Linked DNA regions of Triticum aestivum: region 1 is linked to region 2. A link is a contact called in public Hi-C data. All regions are on one chromosome and are shown on one strand. Each heading gives the region's core, a stretch centred on a gene start, on an enhancer-like site or on the middle of the called end of the contact. The rest is flanking DNA. Distances are from core to core; before and after follow the strand shown. Region 1 has its middle 57 kb from the start of LOC123133801. Region 2 holds the start of LOC123093074.

What was found. A called contact is a pair of places that touch in the nucleus more often than the background predicts.
Region 1: a contact with region 2 is called in a Hi-C map of leaf, with 4 times the contacts expected there. The contact joins the enhancer-like site here to the promoter of LOC123093074 in region 2. A contact is called at or near these places in 2 of 5 Hi-C or Micro-C datasets (both in leaf).

Annotation. Positions count from the first base shown.
Region 1 is chr1B:487,765,609-487,770,657 of IWGSC CS RefSeq v2.1, forward strand. No RefSeq gene overlaps it. Among protein-coding and RNA genes, the nearest start is that of LOC123133801, 57 kb to the left of the region's middle. Within about 2 kb of position 3,588, at least 4 of the 8 cell types and tissues checked have an H3K27ac peak or open chromatin away from gene starts, as enhancers often do. A contact at or near this core is called in leaf, where this site is marked.
Region 2 is chr1B:487,146,428-487,152,355 of IWGSC CS RefSeq v2.1, forward strand. It overlaps LOC123093074, which reads left to right and starts at 2,081. Exons shown (of 1, transcript XM_044514970.1): 1 at 2,081-2,990. The coding sequence starts at 2,238. The coding sequence ends at 2,780. It overlaps LOC123133737, which reads left to right. Exons shown (of 22, transcript XM_044553202.1): 22 at 1-113.

The DNA of each region.
Region 1 (5,049 bases), core at 2,338-4,837, 620 kb after region 2:
GGCGCATCCGGATGGGCCCTCGTATTGCCGTCCCCGCATCCACATATCTTAAATATATCCGGATTCTCAAATACATGCAAATACATGCACGTCGATCATACAAGCCAATGTCGCACGTAAATGGCAAATGTTGGTACAAAGCATAGATAGTGTTTACCTAAAATTTATTTTAAGTGCCAAACTCAAGCATTGGCTTCTTGGTTGCCATTGTGGGTTCACATGTGCTCCACAAGATCATTGAGTAGTTGCGTGTGCACCTGCTGATCTCGGAGATATTGATGCATATGCAGAAAGTTCATCAGCTGAGCCACATCTTGATCTTTCGGGATTTTAACTTGTTCTCCGGGTGCTTCGAAATCATGGGTTTGGGCTACATCATCACCCTCATCCTCAATAATCATATTGTGCAGAATAACACAACATGTCATCAGCTGCCACAAAGTTTCTGATTCCCACATCATTGCAGCGCTCTGCACAATTCCCCAACGAGTTTGAAGCACATCAAATGCCCTCTCCACATCCTTCCTAACCGCTTCCTGCATTGTTGCAAAGTGGCTCTATTTCCTGCCACGCGGCTCGGATATGGTCTTGACAAACGCCGTCCACTTAGGATAGATACCATCGGCAAGATAGTATCCCATGTTGTAGTCTCAGCCGTTGACGGTGTAGTTGCACGGCAATGATTCGCCATTGCAAAGCCTCCTGAACGCCGAAGATGGTTGAAGCACATTGATGTCGTTGTGAGAATCCGACATTCTAAAGAAAGCATGCCAAATCCATAAGTCATGTGATGCCACCGCTTCTAGTATGATGGTAGCTTCTTTGGTGTGACATTGATACATTCCCTGCAAACCTCTGGGCTAGTGCTTCCATTTCTAATGCATGCAATCAATTGATCTAAGCATTCCTCAAAACCCCCTTGCCTGTCCAATAGCCCACAACCTCTCTGTGTCCTGCACATTTGGTTCCCTGCGATACTCAGGTCCAAACACCTCCACCACGGCGCGGGCAAACTTGATAGTAGTCTTCAAGCACGTGCTCTCCCCCATCTTGATCATCTCACCAACGACATCTGCAGCAGTGCCAAGTGCAAGCATCCTCAGAGCAGCCGTGCACTTATGCTTGGAAGAGAAAGAGAGTTGTCGGCAACAATCCCTTGTGAGCTTGAAGTAGTCGTCGTGTGCCTCCACTCCCTCCACGATACGCAAGAACAATGCTTTCCACAAGCGAAAACGGGGACAAAATCATGGATCATCCGAGAAAGCTGGCGTGGGAGCAAAGTAGTCTCTATACAGTAGCTTTGCTCCGGACACCCTATCCCGGTTGATCACTCTTCTTTCTTTGATTGAGCCCTTGAAGTTGAGAGTATGCTCCACTTGGCGGTCCATTTCCTCTTGCATTCTCATGAGCATAATCATGTCCACTTCTTTGTTCGAATTCGAGGAATCGAAGAACTCGTCTTGAATGATTTGGTCAAGAATCCATCATTTTCCCTAACAAAATTACAAAAAATCTGGTCAGACAATGTGTCAAACAAATAAAGCGCAAGGCGGAACCAGAGAGTTGCCGGATGTACCACGGTAGCGTCCGGGCCGGAGACGAAGTTCCCCACGGCGAGGACGGGAGAGAGAACATCTCTGCTGGAGCTGTCGGCGCAGAGGCCACGAACGGTTGCGGAGCGCGCGCGGCGACGGAGCTGCGAGCCAGATGGCGCGGAGGAGAAAGAAGAGAGGAGAGAGCAAATAGATCTGGCGGCTCGGGGGGTGGATTTGGTGCAATTTGGGGTGGGGTCGGGCTGTCGGGTCCGACGTGACGGGCAATGCCCGAGCGCCCCCATATTTGCCCCATATTTGGGCTGGATATGAGGATGTCGGTTAGCCCGGGCGTTTGAGGGGCCCGTCTGGGTCAAAAAATTATGACCGGACGATGACTGGACAGCCTGCCCGGGGTATGAGACGGGTTTGAGAGGTCCGACTCTAGATGCTTTAAGTTATGTATAATGTCACTCAGCGCGCGTGACAAATTAAACTGTAACGTGTGCCTACACAATAAATCGGCAAAATTGGTGAATAATTCACGGAGGTGAAACCACGTACGAAGTCGTTGGCGCTCCGGGTAACAACAATATTCTTCCTCTCTTAGCCGCCTCCTTCTCTTCCAAAAAAAAAAGTTAGGGTTCGTGCCTCTCGCCGGCGCCGACGCAGATCCGCTTCGTCTCCGGTGGCCCTAGGGCCATGGAGGCGCGGTGGATCCTGGCAAGGGCCGGCAGAAGGGCTTCGTTTTTAGTCGTTTTTTCAACCTTGCTAGGGTTTGTGTCCTGCTCGAAAAGGCAAGACGGCGGCGGCTCTCTGAAGATGGAATAAAGGTCTTCTCGCCCAGCCCTCATTCCGGCGGTGCGTCTAGCATTGTTGGTGGGTGTGTGAAGGTGGGTCTCCTGCAGATCTATCTTCGATGGATTTGCTCAGATCTTGTTGTTGTGCATCTACGTACGTGTGTCGTCAGTTTGGATCCTTCCGATCTACGTTATTTTTCATCGGCGACAGTTGTTGTTCTGTGATGCTGGTCCTATAGAGCCTTAGTACGACGACTTCCCGACTGTCTACTACAACAAGTTGTGCTCGACTTCGGTGATGGAGGAGCGATGACAGTGACGCGCCTTCGGCTCGCTTCAGTGCTTGTAGTCGTTGCTAGGTGGTCTACGGATTTGGATGTAATTTTTATTTCCGGTGTTCATTGTATTGCAATGATTGATGATCACTAGATTGGAAGTTTTTCCGAAAAGAAAATATATTCTTCCTCTCTTGTTTAAAAAGAGAAAAACAGTATTCTTTATCTCGGGGCAGCCGCGTACGTCCGCACACGCCCATGAAGATATGCATCGGCCACGCTACGCAGATGCCGTACGTATGTACGCGCGCGCACACCACGACAGGGATATGCATCAAGCATCATCGTGTCTATCTCTCCATCCATCCCGTGGCTAAGCTCCAAGGAATGCACGGGACGAGACCAATCAGCAGGACACGAGATGATTAGGCTTCCCGGCATTACGGTCCACTAAACTAGTCAAAAAGCGCCGCTTTTCGCAGCATGCATCGACAAACATGGTGCATGCTTTCCGCCTGGCGAAGCTTGCGGAGCACTGTAGTCCGCACCCGGAGGCCCGTACCTTTCACAGAGAATCAAATCGATCGTGCTAACCATATACCGCCCCACTAAAATCCGGACGGACATCGATCGCTATGCTGCGGACCTGCGGTCGAACGATCCGATCATTTACCGTGGCCACACACACGCACGCAACGAGACCTCTCTTTTCACCCACGTCATTTTCCTCCCATTAGCCACGGCATAGCATATTCGACCTCGCCGGAAAACGCTACAGCACACGTGGTTGCACCGCGACGGCGGCTTTGAGGTCCGTGGCGCGGGCTTGCACAGGTCGACCCTGCACGGCGTAGTGGGGGTCGCCGGCGGTGGCCTAGCTAGCTTTTGGCCGGTACGGCGAGGTGTCAGCGGTGAGCGGTCGCATGCATGTACTTCTTTCAATGACCGCGTGGGATGGATGGATGGATGTGTACGTGCTCCTCCGGACAGCAACGCGCGCTTGGGCTCGATAGCTGTCCGAAACGTACGTCTAACCGACCCCGCCCGAAAGTACAAGATCGACCGCCCGGCGCACCGAGCTGGCGCCATCCGCCACGTCCGGACGAGCGGCACGTAGGCATCGCGTGTACTGTACACGGTAGCCACTGGCTATGGCAGGGCATGTAGCCGTACGCCTCCCCTCTCCTCTCCTCGATCTCCCCTTTCCTTTTTATTTTTGGTGAAAGGGGCACGAGCTAGTAGCTTGTAGAATAATAATGAAAGCGTTAAAAGGGGCCTGGTACGTAGCTAAGCATGCATCTTAATGGCGGGAGCGCTCAATTATTCGGTCGAGCATATGCTTCGCAGTGATCTGAATTGAAAAGCTAAAGATTATAGTCCAACGAAGATGCTACGGATGTGTACGTAGTATTCATAACGTTGATGAAACATCTAAAATCTAATGTCTCTTAATTGATTGCGCCTGCAAGGTAGATACATGGGCGCCATCACGCGAGGGGAGGAAGGCGCGGGCCGGTCGCTGTTGCGAGCTAAAGCGCGGGAAGCGTCGCTCGTTCCGGGTAACGTGGCCGGGGCCCGATCGCGTCTCGGCATCAAGCAAAAGCGGAGAAAGCAACGGGAGCGAGCGAGAGATAGGGGGATGGAGAAAGGGACCATGCAAAACAACAAAAAGAGATACCGGAGATATTGTTGCGATGGCTGGTCCATGATCGTGTACCGGGCACTGATGAGTGTCTCGATACTGGAGATACTACCAGCAGCAACCTGTCCTATACTTTATTTTGCGTCTCGTGCCTGCCTGACACGTACGTGTGTCATCACGAAGCAGATTACCGGATTGATCGAGCCACCTCCTGCAGATCGATCATGCGATGCGATCGGTTGCCCAGTTTGGCCGGGGAAAGATAATCAATTGCTTAATGCAGAGGCTGATTGGGATGCCACTGCAATACTGCACGCATGCAATCTCAACTGTCTCCTGATCCGGGCTGACGGCATACTTCCGGAAGCTTGGAGTGCCTACTGACCTAAACTGAAAGAAATCTGGGAGCTAGTGCCAGCACTATTATATTTTTATAATAGAAAAGTGGTTACCTGGCTACCTTCTTGACGATGCCATGTCGACCTGGTTGGTATGCCCGGAAAGAAAATTTGAACCAGCTGTCATTCTGACTAATAAAATACGTCAGATCATCTATTATTACAGGATTATAATCAATCATTGTGTGAGTTTTCTGACCAATTCGGTTGCATAAAAGCCCGGAAGTGTGCCAGCGGACATTCCGTCCATGTATTTAGTTCCAAGCGGATTAGGGGTCAGCCTCACAGGTGTCCTGCTACGTGGATGTCCGGAGTTATATAAATCAGAGCAGAGCATCTATGGGTTTAACTTTTAAATTAGACATTTTATGGATCAAGCGGAAGAAGAAAAAGAAAGTGTTT
Region 2 (5,928 bases), core at 831-3,330:
ATACATTACCTGGTCCTAGAAACTTTGGCCTCTGCTGTGAATTGTGGGATGGACATAAGTTGGTTTCAGAGGTTTTTGCAAGTTTATGTCTAAACATGTTCAGTTATGCGTTCCGCTCTCTCCTTTTTCTTTGTTGTAAAAAAAATGCTAACCTGGTTTGAAATGTTCTGAATGTTGCGACGATGATATTGTTTTCTTCAGAGCGATAGTCTGGTTCCATTGATACTGATGGTATAGCTTCTAAGGAACTGACACGAACACAAGCAATACATGTCCTAGAGTTCTCAAGTGGCCTGCAGCCTTCACATATTGCCCAAAATCTGAATTAACCTCCAAGTACCTATGGGCGCACCTTTGAAAACCTGAAGTCTAGAGAGGCTCGGGTATCACTAACTCGAAGAAGATGAACTTGGCTCTGTAACCAAGTGGATTTGGAAAATTCCTAGAATGATGACAACATGTGGGCTTGAATTCTCAAAGCTAAGTACTTCCCAGATGCTTCTTTCTTCGCTTCTAAGACTAAGGGCTCCCAAGTTGAGAGGGATCCAAAAACGCAGAGAGATTTTTAACTTGAGCATTTGCTTCGAGGTCCGGAATGAGAGAGACACCAAAATTTTGCTTTCTAAGTGGATCGATGACAAGCCTGTCTACACTAGATATCCCAACCTTTTCGTCATTGCATCTGGCCCTGATATCCTTGGTAGCAATGTGTTTGTCGATGGTCTATTCAATCTTGCTTTTTTGCATAACCTCTCTGAGCCTGAACTTGCTTCTTGGGTAGCATTACAAGGGCAGCTTATAGGTTTCTCCTTATCCACCGAAAGAGATTCAGTGAAATGGGACCTGGAGACATTGGGTGTCTTCACAGCGAAATCTCTTTATGCCAAACTGATCCAAGACCCTAGGATGCGATGTGCTAAGAAGACATTGTTGGCATCAAGGGTTCCTCTTAAAGTCCGTATCTTCCTTTGGCGAGCTTCGTTAGATCACCTACCATCAGCGCTTAATCTTCATAAAACGGAGCGGCCCAGGAAATGACTATTGTGCCCTTTGCGGCAACCCGAGAAATGTTGACCATATCCTTTTCTAGTGTCCCCCCCCCCCCCCCCCCCCCCCCCCCTCCGGCGGCTAAATTCCTATGGAATTGTGTGACCGGAAAACGTCGACCACATCCTTTTCCGGTGTGCCCTGGCTAAGTTCCTACAGAGCTGTGTCAGGGAAAGCTCCTTGGTCGATTGTTATTTGGTTACTTGTTTCTATTCTGGTTGTAAGACTATGTAAGAACCACTAGCTTGTGTTGGCTTCATTATTTTAAAACCGGACGCACCTTGTGTTTTTCTTTCAAAAACAATCTCCACAGTCGGGGCGTCCTTCTCAAAGGATACACAACCTTACCGTAAAAGCGAAACCCTAATCTAGATACCGTGTGCCGGTCCGAGGTTTACAAAACCTGGAACGTGGTGGCTAATCATTCAACTATCAAGGATAGCGAGCTCTATTGTCCTTGTTTTGTTTCAAGCGCTGCCAAGCAGGTGTTTGTGGAAGTACGATGGTGTCCTTGTGGCATCCCTGTTGTCACTGACTACCAAGTTAACAGGAAAATGATATACTCAAAACAGAGCTGTAGTTCCAGGGCGGTTTGGTTTGCATGAGAGATTTCGGGAGTCCAATAAATTCCGCCCCGCCTCTCGCCCCGTCGTCGCCTCGTCGCCGCCCCGCCACGGTTCGTTCTGACTCGACTCGCCGCCCCGTCGCCGCCCCGCCTCGGTTCGTTCTGTCTCGGTTCGTTGCAGCGGTGCCTCCAATCGCCGGACATGCCCTCTCCTAAGCCTCGTTGCAGCAGTGCAACATGGACTTATAAGTCCCTGTAAACAAACAGATAGGAACTCGGGACTTATAAGTTTCTGTAAATAAACAGGTAGGAACTTATGACTTATAAGTTGGGACTTAAAAAAGTCCTAGGACTTATAAAACAAACAGGGCCTAAATAGCTAATGATGGATACTTTTGCTTGCTGCAATGAGGTCCTTGTCAACTTACAACCCAAGTTACAAACAGACTCGGATCCAACCTCACGGCAACGCGACCTCAACACATGTAATACATCTCCGGATGTCCAAACTTAAACCCAAATCCACCCCCACACGGCCACACGGCCCTACCTCCTCACCAGCAAACCTGGCAAATAATAGCCGGCAAGCGAACACCCAAACAACCAGGAATATCCACACGCCATCATGGCCACCACGCGACTCGGCCTCCTACTCCTCCTATTCACGCTGCTCGCCGGCACCGCCGTCTTCTCCGTCTCCGCCGCCCGCAACGTCCCCGCCGAGACGGTGGTCGCGGATCCGGTCGGCGCCGAGCCGAGCGCCTACGAGATGCTGGAGAAATTCGGGTTCCCGAAGGGAATCCTCCCGGTGGGCGTCACCGGTTACACGCTCCGGCGGTCGGACGGCGCGTTCCAGGTGTTCATGGACAAGGATTGTGAGTTCGAGGTGGACGGCGGGTACAAGCTTACCTACAAGCAGACGATCTCCGGAAGGGTGGCCGGCGGCAGCTTGTGGGACCTCCGGGGCGTCTCGGTGAAGATCTTCTTCGTCAACTGGGGCATCGACCAGGTGCTCATGGCCGACGCCGACCACCTCATGTTCTACGTCGGGCCGCTCTCCCAGGCCTTCACGTCGGACAACTTCGAGGAGTCCCCGCAGTGCAGGTGCCGCGGCCATGGCGTCGCGGACGTTGGCGAGGGCGCCGGCGTCGGCGTGGCGGCGATGTAGGATCGTGCAGTTGGTTACGTATAATTAACGTGATGCTGTGCACTTCTTGCGCGTGATGCTGTGCACTTCTTGCGCGTGATGCTGTGAATTACTCGTTGATGTAAGTCGATGTATGCACGATTGGTGTGCGTGCAATGCACCGCACACGGAGGAAAAGGACCCCATCAAATAGGGTGTCCATTTTATTTGCCGTATTTTTATGATTCTTCTTCTTCGTATTGCGTGCAATTTGTCATATTTTGACTAGTACTCTCTGGGTCCCAAAATAAGTGTCACGAATTTAGTACAACGTCGTACTAAATCAACGAGATTTATTTTGGGTCTGAGAGAGTATTATTTTGATTTAGTGTTTCCTATGGATTTGAGGATGATTTACTGTCCTTTGGCCATTGATGTGTCGAGTTTGTCAGGGCATTTTTGTAATGAAAAAACACTCGAATCAATTAACCCATCTCTAGAAAGGAGTTTCCTAAGCGCACCACACCCCTCCTCCGCCGGTAGGTCGTTCCCCCCTCCTCCGCAGGTGTAGGGGTGCGGAGAGGTTCCTGTCTACCGGATAGAACTCTAGTTTTCTCGCTTTGGGATTTTAGTAGGGTTATTATACACGTCAATGGTGCGCTTTGGGAATTTGGACAATGACGCATTGCCGGCGTCGGCGCCTTTGAGGTAGTAGGCGTGGGGGCGACTACTGCGGTAGGGAGGACGGCTGCTTGACCGCGGGGAAGACCGGGTGCCACTGGGTGCCCGGATGATGACGCGGAGGGGACGACTCCTCCTCCTTGGTGTGGCGATCGGTCTGAATGTCACTGTTGGGACACCGGCTCCTCCTTGACGTGGCATCCTATTTGGATGTTGGGTTGCATGGAGGGAGTAACCATGATAGACCCCGTTCGACCAATGATTGGCACAACACCTCCTCCATCTGTTGCGTGAACTCGTCGTCTGAGCAGGCCGTTGCGGTGAGCAACGAGGGCAGCTAGTTCTTATCCTTCAATCGGCTACGCCTTTACGGTGGACAGAGCCTTGAAGGACGACGAACCCGTCAACCATGGGCGACTATGTGAATCTTTCACATTGTTGGGTTCACCGTCGCGTATTTTTTATCAAAAAAAACCCTGACATTTTTTTAAAATCAACCCACAATACATGTGGCCTTTCATGATGCGCTGATGGGTTGCTGGACTTTGAACGCAAGACTCCTCGTTACAAGAGCTAGACGTAAACCATCAGGACTCTCATCTGACTCATGCCTGTGTAGGAATCTTTACGTAATAATTTATATGCATACTGACCAGGTCTCTCTTACGTGGAGTCAAACTCTGAATCCCCTCTTGCCTTGCCTAGCCTCTCCATAAATAGGCTTTTTCAGTATTCTGATCCTTTAAACAAACTTTGTCACAAAATAAACTCGACGTGAAAGTATTTCACGACCTGACCCTTTTAACAACGTCATAGTCCGCGGCGTCTATACCCAACATAAAAACGCCGAGCTAACCAGCGTTTTTGACCACTCGGCGTTTCTCACCAGGTAAGCAACGCCAAAGTTCACGGCGTTTGTCACCAAGTAAGAAACGTCATAAGGCTTGGCGTTTAGACCCTGGTTATGAAGCAGTTTTTTACGTTGGCGTTTCTAAGAAGGCTGGAAAGGTCGCAGACCTTGGCGTTTCTAGCCTGGCGTCTCTAGCGGCTGAGAAGAAAGACCCCGACGGGGCAGCGGGTGGGCTGGGTGCCAGTGAAGAAATGCCAAGCCCTATGGCGTTTCTTACCTGGTCTGCAACGCGAGCTACCTCGGCGTTTCTTATTTGGACAGGAACGCTAGCTAGCTCGGCGTTTTCATTTTGGGCAGAAACGCCGCGGGCTATGGCGTTGCTAAAAATGTCAAATCGTGAAATACTTTCATGTCAAATTCATTTTGTGACAAAGTTTGCTGAAAGAGTCAGAATAGTGATTTCGGCCCCATAAATAAGCTGTGGAGAAGCACCAGACCAAGCCGTCGGATGAGGAGGCGTAAGACGAGGACGATCCCACGGAAGTCATCTGGGTACATGACCTCGCCGAGGCCGACGGCAGCAACGGCCGAAGCCAAGCCAGCGAGGCACATGTCGTCGGGATACCTTTTCCTCCACTGCGCCCGTACCACAGGCACCATCATCAGCGTCCACGCGCGCCTTCTGTTGCTCTATTGCCGATCGTCTGTAGGAGATAATTTCAGTTCCGGTGGCGCCACGGTCGAGTCCACGAAATGTCGCCAAAGCGTAGCCGGTGGCGAACGGCGCTCGCATAGCTTCTTCCCCACTTTCTTCCTTGATCACCATGCCTTGTCGCAATACCACAGGCGCCGACCATCGCCACCGGCCACGCAAGTCACGCTCGACTGTGTTGCTTCAGCCAGGCCTCAACATCTGAAACCGACCCCTGCTGTCTCATGAAACACGAACGCCTGCCGATTCCTCCTCCCCCAGGACATGACAACGCGGCGGCGCCTGGATCTACAGGAACCATATCCCCTACCTCCTTGTCGTGCCATCCACTGCACCAAGACCGGCTGAGTTTGGTGGTGAGTGTCAAGTGCAGCGTGTAGCCCCCCCACTGGTCACAGGTGCGTCGTCAGCCGCTTCCTCGGCCTCCTCCTCCCTATTCTGCAACAAGGGTGCAGAGTAGCGGCATGACGTTCTCCTCCATTCTACCATGCCCCACCTCTGGGCTTGAAACACCGGCATCAAGTTTTTGTGTGCTCTGATGATTAATTAGATCGTAATTGCCATTGCCGGCTATGGCCGACGTAGTGGAAACAACCTCTGCTTATATGCATACTCCATGGTAAGCTCAAGTATTGTTTCTCTTACATATTACTCCATACTATATATTGCTAATCTCCCTCTTCCCTTCCGTGAGTTCATCATTTCATCTCATAGAAAATGTTCTTTATTAGAACATCAGGTCACAATGGTTTATTATTTGATGGTGGCCATTTTCATGTGGGGAATAAACTGACATCAAAGTTACAGGTTTGTTCAGTACACCTGCCAATCACATGTTTGTTAAAATGCCTACCTATACTGACATCAAAGTTACAGGTTTGTTCAGTACACCTGCCATTTTCGGAAAATATTAAAATAATTTGTATTTTGAACTCCAGGTCAATAGA